Linked DNA regions of Mus musculus: all the other regions are linked to region 3. The links are chromatin contacts, called in public Micro-C, promoter capture Hi-C and targeted proximity ligation maps. All regions are on one chromosome and are shown on one strand. The core of a region is the stretch at or near the end of the contact, and the rest is flanking DNA. Distances in the headings are between cores, read along the strand shown. Region 1 overlaps Pip5k1b (phosphatidylinositol-4-phosphate 5-kinase, type 1 beta). Region 2 holds the start of Dmrt2 (doublesex and mab-3 related transcription factor 2). Region 3 holds the start of Cbwd1 (COBW domain containing 1). Region 4 overlaps Dmrt1 (doublesex and mab-3 related transcription factor 1). Region 5 overlaps Dmrt1 (doublesex and mab-3 related transcription factor 1).

Region 1 (2,700 bases), core at 201-2,700, 660 kb before region 3:
GTACATTGTAGCTGTCTTCAGACACTCCAGAAGAGGGGGTCAGATCTTGTTACGGATGGTTGTGAGCCACCATGTGGTTGCTGGGATTTGAACTCTGGACCTTCGGAAGAGCAGTCGGGTGCTCTAACCCACTGAGCCATCTCACCAGCCCGAGCAATGGTTCTTAATCAGCGGGTTGTGACCCTTTGGGTGGGGGTGGGGCACAAATGACCCTTTCACAGGTGTTGCCTAAGACCATCAAAAAAAAACCCACAGATGTTTACATTATAATTCATAACAGTAGCAAAATTACAGTTATGAAGTAGCAATGAAAATAATTTTATTTGTTGGGACATCACCACAATATGAATTGTATTAAAGGGTCATGGTATTAGGAAGGTTGAGAACTACTGTTCTAGACACAGGGAGTTTGGACCACACAGACACACACAGAGTAGACATTGTGTAGACCCAGGGAGTAGACAGTTATCTGTAAGCCAAGTAGAGAGGCCTACACAGATTCTCTGGAAATGGAGCTAGGGACCCCACTGACACCTGACTGTGAACTAACTCCCAGTCTATAGAGACACGAAAGAAGACCTTCCTACACTCTAAAGTGACTTATCCTAGTGCTTGGCTGTGACAGCTCTAGCAAAAAGAAACAGTGGCCAGGAGCCCCACGGATTTAAAGAATACTCTTGTCTTTAAATTATCCATATTTTCATTTTATTATATTTAATCCTACTCCCCTAAGCAGGATAGGTCACAGACAGCATAAGGGAGGCCTGGAGCACTGGGTGTTTGTTGCTACTATGTTACACTTGCTGACGCTTCTCGGCCTTTTGGCTAAGATCAAGTGTTACCCTTGCTGTCTCAACTGCAGAAGTGGCATTTTCTATGCTGGATTAAAGGGTCAAGAGGAGGCTTTCCCAGAGACTAAAGTGGGTGAGAAGCGCATGCTGGAGTCTGAGAGATGAGCCTCTCTCCTCTCTGTTTTGCACGATTCTAACTGCAGCCTCCAGGCCAACCTGAGACGGCAGATGCTAGGCCTGTGGTATGAGATGCCTTTGATGCCCAAAGACTCTGCTACCTGATGAGCTGAGATGCATTATGCTGGAAGAATGTGGTCAAGTGCACCAAGAGGAAACAGGTTATTGAGCCCCATACTCACTCTTCATTAGGTTTCAATAGAGCCTTCAGTCACTCCCCCAGACCCATGGGCAGAGCTGCCTTTTCACCAGTAGGTGGCAGCAGAGGGTTTGTGGAAAGGAGGGACACCGATCAGTGAGTTTGTGGCTGTCAATCATAGGGGCTTGCTTTCAGAATCAGAGGAAAAGTGATTCCGACTACCAGTAAACATATGAAGCCCAGAGAGGTTGCAAGCACAGGTAGCGATCTGTCCTCACATCCGCTCTGGGAGCAAGGCACTGTGGGTATGTTGTGTTCAGACCCAGGGCCTCTAGGAGGTGACACATTTCTGTTGCTTAAGCCACACAGTTTGTGATAATTTCTTACAGCAGGAGAGTAATACAGGCCAACAAACAAAGGAAAGCCAGGCCTTCAGGCTCCTCCCCTGGACCCCTTCTCATGTACTGTCAGACTTGGTCAGCTTTGTTTATATTTTTAAATTTTATTTTATTATTTTATATGCATACGTATTTGTCTGCATGTGTATCTGTGCATGTTTGGTGCCTGGAGAGGCCAGAAGAGGGCACTAGATCCCCTAGACCTGGAGTAACCTAGACCTGGGAATCCAGCTCCCTCGGGAGAGGCAGTGGGAATGCCAGAGTTTCCAATCAACACCCCCTGGGGCAGCCGGTACTGGCTTAAGCAGGTAAAGATTAGAGACCCTTACTGATGCGGTGTGGCCGGGGAGGCATCATTCACCTCCAAGCCTAAGGATTCAAGTTCAGAAACTCAGCTTCTTTTTGCCAAAGCCCCTGCTTTGAGTTTTCTAAGACCCCTGTGACCTAATTTGTTGAGCGTTTGTCTTGGTATTTTCTCAGGCTTTCCTCCCACACCATGGCGTGGCAGCTGTTTATTCAACCACGCTCACTTCTTTGCCACCCTTCTTCCCATGATCAAAGGGTAGCATTAACAACCCCAAACACACCGAATAATCAAGCTGTCCAAGGGCTGACAGTAGGTCAGCACACTAATCTCCAATACTAGTATGGCAGAGAATTGGGGGTGGGGTGGGGTTTAACTGTTTCTTTTCCTTACATGCAGTTATTTTTGCACTTCAAACAGCCATTTTGCAGAAGCACTTTCACAGATAAAGGGCGTGTTATTGAGAGGATGCTAATGTGGCCAGTGTAAAGGCAATGGGATTGAGTAACAGAAGGAGAGAAGTCGCTGTTGGGTGGCAGCCATCCTTTAGATTTCTCTGTTAATAAGAATGCAATTCCTTCACCTCTCACTGACAACCCGTTCCCTGGGAGCCACGAAAGGGCACTCTCTCCCACTCCATTTCCCAGTGGGAATGGCTTTTTGTTGGTTCCCCTCCCCAGGCAGGCTGCCTTAGCATCCCAGGGTGACAGGCAGCATCGGGGGCTGATATCCACGCGACCATCCCGCTAGGAGAACGGCAGAAGCTCGCATTTCCCATCAGTGCGGCCCACTCAGTTCTGTTGTTTGCTTTTCAATACCCCAATCTGTGGCTCATCAGCTCAGCATTCAACAGGAAACATCTTTGGTCACACTGGATAAAGCCATCTTAAA
Region 2 (2,700 bases), core at 64-2,563, 710 kb after region 3:
CCCAGAGACACTGAAAGAAAAAAATCTACAGGAACATATAGAAAGTCATCTTTATACATTAACTGGATATTAGGAAGCGTTCAACCTCACAAGGGCCTGAGAATACCTGCGCTTCCGGCAGGGAGGCAGGCAGGCAGGCAGCTGGTCTTTGTTCTCACTTAGGCGAGCTTGGTTGACTTGGAATTTTCTGACAGGTTCGGATTAGAGGAAAAGAATCAGCTCCGAAATTTTCTCCCATCAACAGATATCCATCGCCACTGTAGCGCGTGCCCAGGAAATCGACAACCTGTTTTCTGATGTGTTTTCTAACCCGCTCTTCCTGCGGAGGGCTGGATCTTAAGGAGAACCCTTTAAAGAAGCATCGATGGGATTTTTAAATTTAGCTTAAGGTAATAGACTGTCGCGTTGCTTAAAGGACTTCTCTATTATTCGTGGGAAATTTGACTTTGTTTCAAACATTTTTGTGAAGGGTATTTTGAGAGAGAGAGAAAGAGAGAGAGAGAGAGAGAAGAAAGTTAGTTTTCTTGATAATCACTCATTCACACATGCTAAAAGGCTGCTACGTTTTAAAAGTTTTTGTATAAATGCTTGCTTAGATTGAATATTTTTTTGTATCTAAAATTGCTAATGGCGTGGTTTATTTCTATTTGCTCCCAGAATGGACTGTGCTATCCACTGATAACAGGAAACCGTAGATGGGCTGTAGTCGTTGCTGCCACCTGCCTCGCAAGCTCTATGGAAGTAAGGAACTGCTTTGCACCTCGGAGTTATCCACAAACTACAGATATTTGTAAGACATCTGGGCGCTGACCAGCAAGATAAACATGGACTTGTTCGTGCGGAGAGAAGGATGCCAGAGTGCCCACTTTAGAGTGGCCTCTTCTCTCGGCCCAACTGCCGGTCGATGGTTAAACACCGGAGATTATGATATCATCGATAGAAATCAACGCTAACCTTTCTGATCTCTACCCCTTAGTTACCTTCTCGAGAACAACGCGATGTATAAGAGTACGAGAATCAGCTTGTTCTCTAGTCGGCGAGATAAAAGGCGACTGCTCCGCCGCAACCACTGCCCACATTTTTAGGTTTAGCTTCTGGATCAGGGACCCGGCTGCAGCGAAGGCTGGCGGGTGGACTCCGGCGGCGCAGTAGCGCTAAAGGGAAGCTTCCACTGGGCTGAGGAGGAGGGCGCTCAGCCCTAGTGCTCCGGCCAATCGGCGTGCACACCGCCTGAAAACCAACCAATCAGAGGACGCAGAGCTCGGGGTGGGGGTGGGTGGTGGATAATACTAGGAAGGGGAGCTCAGGTCCCCGACTGCAGTGAGTGTCTCTGCGCCGAAAGCAAGCAGGGTGCGCCTGAGGCGGAGTCCTGGGTCCGGGCCGGACCTTTTCCGTCCTCTTTGGACCAGAAGTGGGAAGTGAAGTGAGGCGATCCAGGGTGCAGAGGACCGAACAGAACTTTGCAGAATTTGGAATGTACGGGGTGAGGTTGCTGAGGCCTTGACTCGCCTCCGGCCTCTGTCCCCCGGTCGCCATCCAGTGGGCTCCCGCCTCCTGCTCTCAGACCCAATTCTGTTTGCTCCCACTGCCTGCAGCTCCGGGGGACAGATCCTGAAGCTGGCTCTCTTTTAACTGGGTTGCTAGCCTGAGCCTGGTTCTTGGTGAGTGCTGTGTTGTCGCCGCTGCTCGGGAGCCAGGGAGGGCACGGGGCGTGACTCTTCACTACGGCTTCTTTCTGTTTCTGGTTGTCTTGCCTTAAAGATGAAAATCAAGTTCCCTCAACCTTGTGCGGCTCAAGCACTACTGATACCAGACCAGCTTCTTCAGCTTCATGGCTGTGTCCCCCACTCCCTGTGTGTGTCCTATATAGAGCATCGGTTTAGGGGAACCGGAGGGACGAGAAGACCTCTCTAGAGTCTTTGTGGTGGTGTAGGTCAATGAGAGACATTTGGAAAACGAGGTTTCAAGGTCCCTTGTAATAAAAGGAAAGATAGTTGTACCTTCGACATTTTTATATTTATCATGGCCATGTTAACTGGCTGTGGAAAAGCCTGACAAGTGGCTTAAACTGGCCAGTTAGTAAGGTCAGTGGGTGACTTGTCTGGAAAGGCAGACAGGACTCAGGTTAAAGGTCAGGTGCACAGACCACTTAGAATTAGTAAAATACAAGCTTCGTTGAACTGTGGATCTCGGGTGTGGCCTGTAGAAGAAAACTGAGTAATTCAAGGGGGAAAGCTGGCCTTGCAGAAATTCTGGGCCGAGTCTCAGAGAGGGTCCCTAATTGCGACGGGTCTTTAGGCCTTTTTCTGTCTCCCTAGCGCGCGGGCAACCGAGCCGAACGACAGTCTAGTGTCATGACGGAAGGGCAGGCAGTCCCGGGAGTCGGGGACTGGGAGATCGACGTGGAAAGCCTAGACCTGGAGGAAGATAGCTGTGGGACTCCACTGCGGGCCACGCCGCCGCAGGAACCCAGTCCGGCGGCGGCCGATGGGGAGGAGGACGAGGACGAAGAAGAGGAGGATGAAGATGTGGAGGACGAGGGTGACGGCGAGGAGCCCGGCGTGTCCTCGGAGGTGCCAGGCCGGCCAGAGCAGCCCGGGGGACTGGCACCCAGGCCACCGCCTGCTGCTCAGGCGCTGCCAGCCGCCGCCGCCGCCCCTGAGCGCGGTGCCACCGCCGGTGGCGGCGCAGAGCCGCGCA
Region 3 (2,700 bases), core at 14-2,513:
TCATCTATCAGTAAGCCAAATGCAGAAAGGCCAAGGGCCAACTCTGAAGTATGTTCTTTGGACCAGGAAATTTGCTCTGATTCTATAGAATAGCATCTGAATCCAAAACGTTATTCCTTTATAAAAATGAAGCCCAAGTAAAATCTAGAATATCCTTGGTCTGACTCTAGAAGGGGAAAAACAAACAAACAAACAAACAAACAAACAAAACCTGGTGGTGTGGAGACAACAGTGATTTCTTTGTTGTATCTAAAGGGTGCACCGAGATTCAACTTGTCTGTTGCAACACACAGGAATGAGAGTACCACTTGATTCATATTTTTTCCACAATTTTTATTTGTCCACATTTTCAGCCACTTACTTGTTGTTGCTGTTAACTGTAATGCTTTAAAAGGATATCTAGACATTTCCAACAAAAAATAAGCACGTGGACTGATCTTCAGAAAACTGCACCGTGTTTCACAAATCTGTGTTTTCCAAGGACCACACCCCCGAGGTGCACCCTCAAGACCCCCAGCTTAGGAAAGTTCCCAAAACAAAGGTCTTACTCTAAATCAATCTCTTAACAGTGCTTTCCAAGCGGACCTCAAAAGGGGAGGGCACAGTTTAGGACTTGTCACTAATGGCTGGAAGAGTTTGGTTCCTGTGAAATGGAATCCACTAAGCAAGGTGTCAGGCAATCTACAGTCGGCATCTTTGTTTTCTTTTTCTTTCTTTTTTTTTTTTTTTCCTTGACCAGGGCATCCTTTAATAACAATAGACCATTTGGCTTTGTTTTGCTTTGGTTTTTTGTTTTTCTGTTTTTTAATGAGAAAACTCAGATGACTTTATTATTTCTACTCTAAACTGAGGGGAGATGAGCTTCACAAATGAAAGACAACTTAATCAAGAGACCATAACATTAGGTGAGTCTGAGTTTCAAAACTACCTTTGAAAATGCTAGAAGAGAGGCCCCAGCCCCTACCTCGAAGATTCGTCCTCGGCCAGGAGGCCCGGGTGCCTGAGGAGACACGGCAGCCCCCCTTAATTACCTAAGTACCCGGTGACAATTGTGACTGGAATCTTAGTGATGAAGTCAAGATTTTCCTCTTCTTGGTTCTTGGTCTCAATGGGGACCAATTCAGGACAATCCTCCGCGTACTCTTCTTCCGCCTCCACAGTTTTCACAGCAGGTAACATGCCGCCAGCAGGACACCAGTGACTCCAGAACTAAAGAGCTGCCGCCAGTCGCGTTTCCGCGACAGGATTCAGTCGGCGCGGGGCTGATGATGTCACCACAACGCGTCGCGGAGCAGGCCTCTGAGGAACCAGCCCGCCCTCCAGCTACGCCACTATTCAAACTAGACACGCCTTCCCGGGGGAGGCACGCCCCTACGCAGAGATAGATACACCCCCACGCACAGTGGACACGCCCCTTATAGAGAGGGACACACCCCCCGGGTGTGAAGCACGCTCTAGGGGCGTGCCCTCTGCCCGTGGGCCAAACTGCACTTTGCTGTTAGGACGCTAGGAGCTCCCTTGCCTCGAAGCTGTAGTGGGCTCCAGCTGTTAGCCACTGTCTGTTGCTTGGGCTGAGGCAACACCTATTAGGCTTGGGCAGCTTCACCACAGGACAGACATTTTTCAAGTTGCCATTTTTTTTTTATTCTCATGAAGTCCATCTCTTTCATTCACAAGGAAAAGAGTAATTGTGAAGTCATGCTATATATTATAATTATTCTACAATGATAATTATGTATTATAGCTATCTCATCTTTTACAATGTAATAGTTTTATTTATTTTTCTTTCTCCTTTACTTGGACATAAGGTAAACTCAGATCAATAATTGTATTTATTGGTTCATAATATTCTCATTAGTCTCTGGACTCCTTTGTGTGTGTTTATAGTGGATTCCTTGATAGTACCCTAACCCAAAAACATTAAATTGCATCTCTTCTACCCCAGCCTAGAATACTAACTATAATCATGAATCTTCTTGGGAATACTGAACATTCCTTTATGTGTTTGTTATGGTTTGTCCTTATACACACGCACATAAATAACATTGACCATTGTTTGTTTTTCAATTTCATAAAAAAGAGTACCATTCAATGTATACTCTCTTGGGGTTTGCTGGATTTCCAGCTTCACTACTGAATTTCCTGTCAATTGTTTTCAGGTGTTGCTGTTTTGTTTCATTTTGAGACAGTCATACATTTTCCCAACAATGTAAGAGATCATATTGGTGTAATGTCAATATTAGCAGACATGAATTTTTTTCCCAATTAAATACAAAATAGTACCTCAATGTGATCATCAGTTGTATTTCTTTGGATTTGAACAAAACTGAGCATCTTTTTATGTGTTTTGACCATGTTTAATTTCAGGCTTTAAGAGGGGCTAGCAAGCATTGCTCTGTGGGCATCAGATCCCATTACAGATGGCTGTGAACGACCATATGGTTGCTGGGAATTGAACTCAGGACCTCTAGAAGAGCAGTCAGTGCTCTTAAATGCTGAGCTCTCTCTCCAGCCCCTCAAAATGAGGTTTTAATAAGTTATATACATTGGGTGTTCAATGTACTCTAAACACCCATCAACTGATAGACAAACAAAATGCCACATATCCAGACTGGAAAAATTAATTGGTGAAAAACAGGTACAAAGTACTGGCTACCTGCTACCAGATAAGCATATCTCAAAGATGTGCTAAAAATAAAT
Region 4 (2,700 bases), core at 169-2,668, 610 kb after region 3:
GAGTTTAAAGCAGAGACAGAGGCGTGAACACAAGTACCATACGGTAAACAAATACCATTTAAATGTCTAACTTTTGTGGGCACAGCAGTCCTTATTCAAATAGCCCCGTCGGGCTGAGCAGGTGTTACTGACAGACGCCTTGAGTGGGTGCTGACAGACCCCCGACTGATCCTCTGTGATGTACACCGGTTTCTTCTTTAAATAGATGGAAGGTGCCTAATGTAAAATGTGGTTGATCTCAGTCCAAGAATGAGTGCTTGCCCGAGGTGCAAGCAAAACTTGCCTTGTAGCCTTGGGGCAGCACATTAGCCTTGGGGACTTGGCAAGCATTGCTGCCATTAAAGCCAAGGTTGGGAAAGGGGCATTCATCACTATCTGATACATGATTGACGCGTGTCCTCCTGTTCGAGGGTTGCTGATCCGCTGGGTTGTTTGTGTCTTGATGCAAAGAAGGTTTTTACATTTCATCTGTTGCCCGTGCTTCTGATGCCACGTCTGAGAGTTGCACAATCCAGTGTGGCAGGAAACTTTCTCTGTGTTTTCTGAGTTTTCTAGTCTTGGCACTTCTGTTTACGACAGGTATTTGATCCACTTTGAGTTAATGTTGCCTTCTGGTATCTAGGTAACCGTCTACCTCCCTTCTCTACTGGGTGGATACCCAGTGTTCCCGGCATGGTTGTGGACTGGGCTGTCCTTCCCCTCAGTAAACAGCCTCTAAACCAGAGATGAAGGCAGCCTGGGTTAGTGCAAGATCAGTGCCTGGTCCCTTTTCTGTGACAGGAAGAAAAGCACCCCTGCTGAGTATCTTGGTTGTCTATTCCTTTGTCTGCTGGTCCCCGCCAGCTACCCCAGCTGTCTTCCTCTTACTGCTTACAGTTGTGAGATAGAGGAGACAGACGAGAGGAAGGAATCTTTCCCATCAGGATATATAGCAGACTAGTAACATACTGGTTTTGAAATTTTCCAGCTGGAAGTGTATTTTTCTGTTTGAAAGTGACAGATAGTGATTTGTTTAAATCCCCATTTTAAGAGTCTCCTGGAGCGTCTTATATACGAGGTAGGGTATGAGAGCTCTAGTAACAGAGCCTGCTTTCCTCCCTGCCCCCCACCCCCCCCACCCCAGGAATGCCACTGAGGAAATAGAGGAGATAAGCAAAGAGAAGGGGCAGGGTTAAAGCCTGTCTGGCTGCATGCAGCCTGACACATTGCCGTCAATCACCCTGTAATGTTTACAGAAGCAAAAAGTCAATGCGTAGTTGTTTTAATTTGCCACACTCTGGGGCTGAGAGAGTGATCGCCGGAGGGGACAGTTAAGTGGCCTCTGCTCCTTGTCAGCCTCGTGTCTGATTCCACGCTAAGTATTTTCTGATGAGCAATAGATTAGGTTAAATACTGCTCTAATTGCGCCTTCCGCATACCGCTGTCGCCACGCCTTGTACAACATTTCTATCAGCACTTGCCCGAGGCTGTGAGGGTTTATGTTGTAGAGAGTACTGAGTGCGCATCTTCATGGATCAATGTCCAGTTTGGAAAAGCAGTTGCCACCGCATTAACTGGTCCATAATAAACGGCACCCTCTTCAGACCTATTGGAGCAAACCAGGACTGCTCTATCCATTCAAGTGAGCTTTTGAGTGTAAGCCATTTGTTTATCAAACCAAAAGCTTGTCTCCAGCGAATGGAGGCAAATGTTTTGGTTTGGTTTGGTTTGGTTTTTAAATCCCGTTAACAGTGTGTTGTTGTTGTTAAGCCAGAGAGGGAATTCTGTATAGTGAACTGCAGAAGTTGTTCCCCTGAAGTTATACAAAAGTAATTTTCAAGGCTAGAGACGCAGTCCTAATCACACTATGCCCAGATGTCAGCCTGTCTGAAATCCACTACTTAACCGTGTGACTGCCCAGTGCACTGGGCTCTAACAATAGAACTTTGTACTTCTGAGTACCACTGTATTGGAAGCAAAGAAACCCAGGTTTGGAAAAGTGTTTCTGTTCGGATTGCTTGGCTGCAGTCTCGGTCTTAGGAATGGTGGATGCTGCCTGGTGTGTCGTTAGAGAACTCTGGGAATAGCTGCGCTCCTTTTACAGATTTGACTGACCAGACGTCTTATCCTTAATGGCAAGACAGGTGGATATGGTGGCTCTGGTATGAAGTAGCCAGTTCACATTTAATGCTCCGTAAGCGCTCACTCGTGGCTTTCTTTTCCTTTGGGCCTCTCTCTTTTCGTGAGCTGGACTGTTGTCTTCCACTGACACTTTTTCCAAGGCTTGCTCTGCTAGATTAGTGTCTCTCCTGTTAATATCTACAAGAAGGAACAGTGTGCTGGCCTAAAGATAGACTTAGAAACTAAATTGGAAAACAATAGAGAACCCCCAAACTCACTCCCATCCTTGTCTCGCTAGACAGACAGACAGACAGACTCATGAATTTTATCGAGAGCACTGAGAACCTGCAAAGGAGAATGTTGAGGAAGTGGCTCTGGGGAAACCTCACACTACATAAAAGTGGGTTTGGACCTTCATCTAATGCCACACTGAAGCTAACCCAGGATGGATCCCAAACAAAGTGTATGGCACAGTTACAGAACTCTTAAAAGAAAATGTAGGGCTGGAGTTTCATGATGTAGAATTTGACACTGACTTTTTGTGTCTAACACAGTAAGATTTAATTTTATGAAAAATTAAATTTGCACATCAAAAGATAC
Region 5 (2,700 bases), core at 116-2,615, 590 kb after region 3:
TTAACCACATCTTTTTATTTTATTTTATTTTTCTCTCTTCTCTTTTAGAGGGACGCATGGTCATCCAGGATATTCCTGCTGTCACCAGCAGAGGGCATATGGAGAACACATCTGACCTGGTATCAGACCCCGCCTACTACAGCAGCTTTTACCAGCCTTCTCTGTTTCCTTACTACAACAATCTGTACAACTACCCCCAGTATTCCATGGCCTTGTCTGCTGAGTCCTCCTCAGGGGAGGTGGGGAATTCCCTCGGGGGATCCCCCGTGAAGAACAGCCTGCGGAGTCTCCCAGCACCTTACGTGCCTGCTCAGACTGGAAACCAGTGGCAGGTATGACCCAGAGTTAATGGAATATGTGAAACACGCATGCATGGAAGTGCACACACGTGCACACCATGTACCACGCACATGTTCTGTTCAGTACACACGTAGTCACAGTATGATGTGATGCACACTGGCCTATCTATCTGTTAATGTCAGCAAAGATGGGCTGCAGGGACTCAGGAAGGAATTGTGTATGGTTTTTAGGGTTCATTTTCAGCTTTGGTTTTTCTCACATTGTCATTTTGCAGAAATACCCAGCTGCCCAGAGTTAGATATATCTGAGGCCCCACCTCCTCCAGCCTGCTCTACCTTGGGGTAGCTTAGAATATGTTAGGTGCAGCTTCCTGGGTGGCAGTCATCTCCCAACAAACCCTGTTCATCAAGGTTCTCCTGTTTTTCTTTTTGAAAATACTAATTCTCAAGTCATCCCAGACTGGCCTCAAACTCACCAAGATCGGCCTGTCTCTGCAGTTGAACCTCGGCTGTGGGGCGGATCCCCTATAAATGCGCAGGCTCTTGGTTGCTTAGGGCTTAGACTCATCGCGTAAGCCCTCCGTTTTCTGTTGAAATCTTCTTGGAACTCTCTTCTGCTTTTCTTCACCTATGCAGGTGAGAAACAAGCACTAGTGTCTTGAAGAGAGCTGTTGTTTTAGGTGGCCAAGGGTAGAGCTTCCGTGTGTTCCTGAAATACTCAGTCCACAGTCACCGTCTAACATAACCTTTATCTCAGAAGTTTGAGGTTACTTTGGGGAATCTGCACAACAATTTTCTGTCAGTGTGATGGCACATAAGGCATAAGGAGGGACATTCTCAATGTATGCATAACAGAGAATGATCCAGGGAGACTGAATAAAGGACTGGGATGCGGCAGGGCTCTCTTAAGCCTCGCATCACCAACTGTGAACACAACTTGACTTTTAAAAATGTTTCAGTCATGCCTGCAAAATTCTTACATCAAAATAAGCCAACATAGCTATAAGCTGCCAACTTGCAAAATAAATACCAAATGCAGATGAGCAAGTGACTAGGACACCTGATAAAGGTCCCCAGGGTTTTCATGCCACCCTGTTCTCCTGCAGAGAGCTGCAGAGATGCTGAGTTGGCCTGCTGAGTGAGGGAAACCGAGCGCGGGTTAAGGAGCAGGAGTTGTAACCCTGGAAGGCCCATCCATCCATACTCAGTTACAACTTTTGATTTAGCCGTGCCACCTTGAGCAGGTACTTTGTCCTCTAAATCTCAGCTTTCTCTGATGGTGCTCCCATTTGTCACATGGACGAGTGACACAGTATGGTTCCAAAGTGACATGGTTGGCTTACTAGAGAGTTTCCATGTAAACAGAAACACTGCAGATCACAGCTGACGACCTAATTTCACTTCCTCTTCCCACTTGCTGTACTGTTTTTAGATCTATTGAATTCTTTGCTAGGCGTCCCTATGTATTGAGCTAGCTCCTTCGGTCATGCCTCCCAATAAAAAGAGTTAATCGTTTAAAAGCAAAATACTGTGATGTTTGGATCAAAGACTGAATGGAATGACTTTTTATAGTTTTGAGGAAGAGTTTGATTCCTTTGGGTAGTGCTGGAGAGATAGATGGTCCAGTGGATAAGGGTACTGACTGCTCTTCCCGAGGACCGGAGGTTCAAATCCTCATGGCAGCTCACAACTATCTGAAACTGTAAGATCTGATACTGTCACATAGACATACATGCAGGCGAAACACCGGTGTTCATAAAAATAAGGTAAATAAGTAAACAAAAAAAGTTAAAATATTGCAAAGCATAGACAAACATAATAATGGCATAAATGTGTTTGTTAAGATATGTCATACGAAAGCATTAAATAGTAAGCACATATATACTAGACATTTGTCTGGTGTTGAAGTGATAGAAATGAGGTGGCTTACACTGTAACCTGAAGGGGTTTTATTGTTTTATTTTTTATTTATTTATTTATTTATTTTTTGAGGCAGGATCTCACTGTGTAGTTCTGGGTAGCTTGGAACTTGCCATGTAGACCAGGCTGGCCTTGAACTCCCAAAGATCCACTTGCTTCTGCCTCAGGAGTGCTAGGGTCAAAGGTGTGCACTACCATGCCTGGCCCCAGAGTTGTCTCCACAGCTAGAGAGGTGGTCCCGTGGGTAAAGTGCCTGATATTCAGGTATAAGGACCTGAGGTTTGGACACCAACATCCTCGTTAAAATCCAGAAACGGTGGAATTCCCTGCTGATCCTGCTGATTGTGGGGTGTGAGCGGGTGGGTGCCTGGGACTTGCTAACCTGGAGTCTAGCCACATTGAGTGGGCTCCAGGTTCAGTGAGAGACCCTGCTTCAAAGTATAAGAGAGAACATGATAGAAGAATACACCCAGTGTTGACA

What was found. Promoter capture Hi-C pulls out the DNA fragments that hold promoters and counts their contacts. Hi-C and Micro-C count contacts between places; a contact is called where the count stands out from the background.
Region 1: a contact with region 3 is called in a promoter capture Hi-C map of hippocampal neurons, with 2.4 times the contacts expected there. A contact is called at or near these places in 4 of 39 promoter capture datasets (embryonic stem cells, hippocampal neurons, pre-B cells and 1 more), 2 of 484 Hi-C or Micro-C datasets (the G1E-ER4 cell line and pro-B cells), 2 of 130 datasets of targeted methods (the 230-238 cell line and embryonic stem cells) and 1 of 9 other capture datasets (embryonic stem cells).
Region 2: a Micro-C map of embryonic stem cells shows a contact between it and region 3, with 4 times the contacts expected there. A contact is called at or near these places in 9 of 39 promoter capture datasets (the 3T3-L1 cell line, cranial neural crest, embryonic stem cells and 6 more), 1 of 484 Hi-C or Micro-C datasets (embryonic stem cells), 5 of 130 datasets of targeted methods (astrocytes, embryonic stem cells, forebrain and 1 more) and 1 of 9 other capture datasets (embryonic stem cells).
Region 4: a targeted proximity ligation map of extraembryonic endoderm stem cells shows a contact between it and region 3, with 2.8 times the contacts expected there. A contact is called at or near these places in 4 of 39 promoter capture datasets (embryonic stem cells, frontonasal cranial neural crest, hippocampal neurons and 1 more) and 4 of 130 datasets of targeted methods (embryonic limb bud, epiblast stem cells, extraembryonic endoderm stem cells and 1 more).
Region 5: a promoter capture Hi-C map of pre-B cells shows a contact between it and region 3, with 5 times the contacts expected there. A contact is called at or near these places in 3 of 39 promoter capture datasets (cranial neural crest, hippocampal neurons and pre-B cells), 1 of 484 Hi-C or Micro-C datasets (nephron progenitors), 2 of 130 datasets of targeted methods (astrocytes and large pre-B cells) and 2 of 9 other capture datasets (embryonic tail and embryonic trunk).

Annotation. Positions count from the first base shown.
Region 1 is chr19:24,299,866-24,302,565 of GRCm38.p6, forward strand. All of the region lies in intron 14 of Pip5k1b (phosphatidylinositol-4-phosphate 5-kinase, type 1 beta), which reads right to left. Among named protein-coding and RNA genes, the nearest start is that of Fxn, 21 kb to the left of the region's middle.
Region 2 is chr19:25,671,098-25,673,797 of GRCm38.p6, forward strand. It overlaps Dmrt2 (doublesex and mab-3 related transcription factor 2), which reads left to right and starts at 1,314. Exons shown (of 4, transcript NM_145831.3): 1 at 1,314-1,661; 2 at 2,319-2,700. The coding sequence starts at 2,355. 2610016A17Rik (RIKEN cDNA 2610016A17 gene) reads right to left here and starts at 1,142. Exons shown (of 2, transcript NR_045347.1): 1 at 981-1,142; 2 at 37-348.
Region 3 is chr19:24,960,353-24,963,052 of GRCm38.p6, forward strand. It overlaps Cbwd1 (COBW domain containing 1), which reads right to left and starts at 1,264. Exons shown (of 15, transcript NM_146097.3): 1 at 1,032-1,264. The coding sequence starts at 1,179.
Region 4 is chr19:25,574,298-25,576,997 of GRCm38.p6, forward strand. The region is part of intron 4 of Dmrt1 (doublesex and mab-3 related transcription factor 1); the gene reads left to right. Among named protein-coding and RNA genes, the nearest start is that of Dmrt3, 35 kb to the right of the region's middle.
Region 5 is chr19:25,545,771-25,548,470 of GRCm38.p6, forward strand. Dmrt1 (doublesex and mab-3 related transcription factor 1) reads left to right here. Exons shown (of 5, transcript NM_015826.5): 3 at 49-332. Among named protein-coding and RNA genes, the nearest start is that of Dmrt1, 41 kb to the left of the region's middle.